2 separate regions of the Mus musculus genome follow, and region 1 is linked to region 2. Evidence: chromatin contacts called from public promoter capture Hi-C data. All regions are on one chromosome and are shown on one strand. The core of a region is the stretch at or near the end of the contact, and the rest is flanking DNA. Distances in the headings are between cores, read along the strand shown.

Region 1 (2,758 bases), core at 37-2,536, 4.9 Mb before region 2:
GCTTAGGTCGCTGCGGAAAACCGGGTGAAGACGTACAGCAGAATGTACGGGGTTACTGAGCTCCACGCGCGAGTGCTGGTGGTCTTGCATTGCATTAGGGAGGTCACCGCTCTGTGTCCCAAGGCGGGGTAAGAGGCTAGGTCCCGCTGATCCCAGGAGACATAGCTGCACGGACACACTAATCCACTGTTTTTACACATAATCACTTCACACGCAGAGATTACCTACCTCAGATTGCATTCATAGTTGGCTGGGTTTCCGGGCTTTAAAGGCTTTCAGTTCGCGTTCTGGGGAGCATTGAGAGACCAGAGGCTGACCCAGACTCGCTAATCCTAATCTCTCCAGCTGCCACTCACCCGCCATCAAGGTGTCTCTGTGGGCCCGTTTTTCTCATCTGTTCAAATGGGTTAAGCTGACCTCCTAGGCATGTCCTTATTCTGTGGGTTAAAGGAGAGAATCTTCAGAAAGTTATGGGTTCTTCTGGACTGAGGGTCTCCCATCCTCCTCTGGATGTTCCCCCTAAGAAATTGTGGTTTGGTTCTTAAATTGGTTATAATTAACCAGAAGGAAACCGAACTATTGCTTGGACAGACACTGGTAGCTGGTTGGGGAAGTGGAGTGAGCCTGCTTATTTGCAGGGACTAATTAGCGATGTCCATAAGGATCTCTGCGGCTCTAATGATTCTAGCAGGAGTTTGGAAAATATTCGAGCCAATTGCTCACTCAATAGGGAAACTGAGGCCCAGAGATGGGGAGGTAATTTGCCCAAGTCCAGGCAGCCTAGAGGCAGCCTTGATAGTTCTTTGAGGCTGTTGCAAATCGGCTTCCCTGACCTGGGCCTTCATCCTGGCCCAATTTTAGGATTCTGGACTTTGCCCCATAGGTTTGCTTCCTACTTCCAAAACATTTTGAGTCCCTTAGTAAAGCGTTCCCTAGGCCATGTTTCTCAGGCTGGGAGAAGCAGGAGCCTGGAAAGTTAAAGAGTAGTCATGGGGTGGCAAGGGGTTTAGGGAGGTGAGATCTTCATGGGCACTGTGTACCTGATCTGTTTACAACTTGCTGTTAATAGATGCCATTAATCATAGCCAACTGCAGCTGGCTCAGCCTGGGGAAGAGCAGCAGCCTGCCATCTTTGAGAGGGACGAGCAAGAAGGAATATGGAGGAGGGGGCAGGTTCCTACAGTTACCTGACACAGGAAAACCAGTCCCAGAGGGACATGGCATGAGGACACATGTATGTTAGTGTCTTGTTCAGCCCAGCCAGCCCTCTACTAAATGTCCCAGCATGAATGAGATGCGAACACAAGGTCTGTTAAACATTATGTGCTTAGTGCATACCTTTATTTTTCTTTGTTAAAAGGTATTTATTGGCTTATTTTTGCATACCTTTAAGAAGTTACAGGGCTTTAGTCTGTATGAATGAGGCCCTAGGTTTGATTCCTATCATTGCAAAAAATAAAACCTAGGTGCTGGAGAGATGGCTCAACAGCTAAAAGTGCTCTTTAAGAGGATTCACATTTGATTTCTAGCATCCATAACAAGTTGCTCACAACCATCTGTAATCCAGTTCTAGGAGGTCCAGCACTTTGGTCTCCATGGACACCTGCACTCATGTACACATGTGCCTTACTATATCTATAATTAATAATAAGAGTGAAATTCTTTTTAAAAATAAATAGAAAAATAAATAAATAGAGCCTGGAATTTGGAAGGCCCTACTCTAAATATCAAGGGACTGTGAGGAGAGTTCGCTAGTCTCAATTGCTAGTTACACAGAGGAATCCTAATGTGATTTTTCTCCCATATCAATACAATCACTGGGTACTCAGAGGCCTTTCCTGGTAAGGGGACAGTGTGATATGAGCAGCCAGGTCACTGGGCTCAAGATATAAGTCCCATGTCCAAGATCATACATCTCTTTCTATGACCTCTGATGGTGTCTGTATTTCTCCACGTCTTAGACATTCATAGCACCTACCACTGAGATTCTAGATCCTTTTTGGGTCTATTAGGGTCAAGACCAGGACCTGGTGGACTAGATTTCTAATACTCCAAAACATTAAATATCTAAATATCTGATTAGTACTGATTATTAACTTAAAGAGATCTAGAACCACAGGAAACAAACCTTCAACATGTCTGTGAGGGATTTTCTAAACCAATTGAGATGGGAAGACCCAGGATAACTGTGGGTATCACTGTCCTGTGGCCCGGGGTCCAGGAGAAAGAGAGCTGGATGTTGGCTCTTCATCTCTTTCTGCTTCTTGGCTGAAGATACTATGTGATTACTTATGTCATGCCTGATGCTGTGCCCCCTGCATGATGGATGTGTCCTGTGAGCCAAGGTGACCCTTCCTTCCTTCCTTCCTTCCTTCCTTACATTGCTCCTACCAGATATTCTGCTACAGCAACCGGAAAAATAACTAGTAACCAGAGTGAGGTTGTGGCTGGGACAAATCTGACCGTGTTAGAACTGGTTTCTGGGAAGAATGTGGGGGGCAGGGGGTGGGGAATGGAACTTGGAGCTGGAAAAGCATTAAAGCACAAGCTGAGCTTAGTAGGTCATTCTGATGGGAGTTTGGAAGGCCAGGATGTTGGAAGAGGTATTCAGTGTGTGTGTGTATGTGTGTGGGGGCGTGGGGGGTGGGAGGTTGGAGGGGTGTTCATGAGGTTTCAAAGGAAAAGAGGAAATGTTGGGAACTGGACCACAGGCCATTTATGTGGCAAAGAACCTGTCTATATCTGCCCATGTCCTGAG
Region 2 (2,742 bases), core at 77-2,576:
AGGAGTTCTCCCTCCCTTACTAGGGAAATAACCTACTAAAGACAAAGGCAGCCTCTGTATCTACTCCCCTAACCCGCTGGAGGCAAGTAGAACAGGAAGGCTTTAGCTTGGCTCTAGAAGATGCGCCTTAAAGACAGAAGGGAAGACTTGCAGTGATTCGAAATGAGGTAATTAAACATGTCCAGGCAAGTCCCAACCAACCCTTCCGGTAGTAGTCTGGGGTGTTCACCTCTTAGAAGTCCTGAGAGCAGGATCAGTTAGTAGAATTTTGTAATCTTGGAGCGGGGGAGGTGCCTTTGTTGCCATGGAACTCTGTCTACAAACAAGAGTCAAAGAGCCCAATTTAAAAACAAAAACCCTAGGAAAGTAAGATTGCACTGGTTGTGGATGAAAGAGAGACAGAAAACTTCTAAAAGATCATCATTGAAGAAAACATTTTTACTTATATCACAGGCTAAGTCAACACTGAACAGATGAAAATAAAGTGTCCCAAATGGACAGATTCTTAGCTGCAAATAGAGTGTGGATCTTCTGAGAACAGGGACTGTGACTTTTACGAACCCCAAAAGGAGCCTCGGTTGGACATTTGAAGATTCGTGGAATTATGCTCTATGAAATAATTTCCAGTGTGCACCAGGTGGCGTGCGCCACCGATGCGTGGAAGAACCTTTGGTTTTTGTTTTGTTTTGTTCTCATAGATCCAATGGGCTCATCCTATGTGTATGAGTTTATGCCTGTGCACCACATACGTGCCTGCTACTCTCAGATGTCAGAAGAGGGCATTAAACACCCCGGGACTAGAGTTATGGATGGTTGTGAACTGCCACGACCGTGTTGGGAATCAAATCCGCTCTTGCAGAGGAGTTTTGCAGCCTTAGGAAATCTGATGGGCACCAAGCTCAACACAACCGCCACTTCTGTGGCTTAACAGCCTTTCTTTTCACTTCCATTTTAACTGTCGAAATAGACTTAACATGGACGGTACTTCTCAGAAAGAGTGAGGTACGCTTTCACATATTAAAGATGCGCAGAGCTCTCCAAGCGGTCTGCTGAGCAGGCAGGCTGTGCTGCTGATACTCCCATGTTTGGTTTCACGGCTAGGTGAATACGAAGAAGCGTAGGTTCCAAGCCAGTTTCCTCTTTTGCAAAAAGAACTGCGAGCACACCACCCAGGAACAGCACGCCCCTCGCTCCGCCTCCTCCCCGCTCCCTCCAAGGCGGCGTTGCGCAGGCGCGGCAGGGCGTGCGCGGTTGCTAAGCGACGCGGCCGCTCCCGCGTGGTCTCCCTGCGGACCGCGCGAGCCCAGTGCCCAGCCTCGTCTTGTAGCGAAGCCAGCAGGTGCGGTGCTGGAGGCGACCCACCGGGCCAACCGCCGCCTCTGTGTCCGCGGGGCGAGCTCGCGATGGGAGGCGCAGCCCGCGATCGCGGGAGGAAGGACGCGGCGCTGCCGGGGGCCGGGCTCCCGCCGCAGCAGCGGAGGTAACGGCGCCCGGGTAGGAGCGGGAGGACTCCTTGCGGGTCTGGGCTGCCTGTCCATCAGCGCGGTGAGCGGGAAGGGCGGGGGAGGGCGGGCGGGACGGCGCGGCCTCCGGAGAGCTGGGTCTGGGACCTGCGCGCAAGACCTGCGCCCTGTTGCTCCGAGAGTCTGCCCAGCCCGCCCTGGCCCTGGGGTGGAGCAGCAGAGACCCGGGACCTTGTTCCCCATGTGCCGCTTTTGGGGGGGGGTCCCTTTCCCCCTCCGCATCGGGCCCTGGCTAAAGGAACCCAATCCGCTCGTTCGCGTCTGGCTGTTACTCTGCAGATGCGGTGCTGGTGTGTTTCATCGTGCAGTATGGCAGAGGCCGGACCTGTCTAGAAAATTGCCTGTTATCAAAACATTGTCTGAACCTCAATATATTTTTTAGAAGATATTTTAATTTCTTGTGGGATGTTTTTAAAGCCCTCCTTTATTCCTTTAACACTTGTGTTAAACTCTATAAGTATTTTTTTTTAATAAGACAGATCTCAAAAGTGACTGAAAAGATATTTTTTTTAAAGACAATGAAAAATGTTACCTAGTCATGGTTGTGTTAGTAGTATATAATCTGAGATGGTAACATGAACCGGTGACCAGAGTGACCCGCAAATCCGTAGTCTTGGGAGCAGATAAAATGCATTATTCAAGGCCATCTTGTGGCTTTAGTAAATCCTGCCCATTGTTTGTGTGCCTTCACTGTGGAGGACCCACAGTGTAAAGACAGAACCATTCTGTAGTCCTTTAGCATTTTAAATATCTCCATATGCCAGGAAATGAAGTGGGAACAGAAGAGAGATTTGGTACATCGTGTAACTTAAAGCAAAGCATCGGGTGGGTTCCTGTTGGCTGCCTTTTTTCACTAGTTAGCTTAGCTGTAAATGGGTGCATAAAATAATGAAGAGAAGACAGCTGTTCTGCTAGTCTTCTCTTCTTGTAGTCTGAGAGTGTAGACGTCCTTTTCTTCCCATTTACCTGTGAGGCTGTTCAGAGGGGGAAGGTAGCACAGCCAGGGGCTGAAACTAGAATAGAGGTGTTAGACTTGCATTCTAAAACAAACCTCTATGTTATGTTTATTTCTTTCTGCTTTTAGGTTTCTTATTCAGTTCAAGTTAATTGGTAGTCCCTCATTTTTTGAACAGCATTCGATTACTTATTATTTGTTAGTTAGAGACAGGGTCTCTTTATTATGTAGCTTTGGCTGTCCTGGAAGTCACTCTGTAGACCA

The links. Promoter capture Hi-C pulls out the DNA fragments that hold promoters and counts their contacts.
Region 1: a promoter capture Hi-C map of erythroid cells shows a contact between it and region 2, with 6 times the contacts expected there. The contact joins the promoter of Igfn1 here to the promoter of Dyrk3 in region 2.

What each region holds. Positions count from the first base shown.
Region 1 is chr1:136,004,870-136,007,627 of GRCm38.p6, reverse strand. It overlaps Igfn1 (immunoglobulin-like and fibronectin type III domain containing 1), which reads left to right and starts at 1,286. Exons shown (of 27, transcript NM_177642.3): 1 at 1,286-1,307. The coding sequence starts at 1,286.
Region 2 is chr1:131,136,818-131,139,559 of GRCm38.p6, reverse strand. Dyrk3 (dual-specificity tyrosine-(Y)-phosphorylation regulated kinase 3) reads left to right here and starts at 1,326. Exons shown (of 3, transcript NM_145508.2): 1 at 1,326-1,480. The coding sequence starts at 1,404.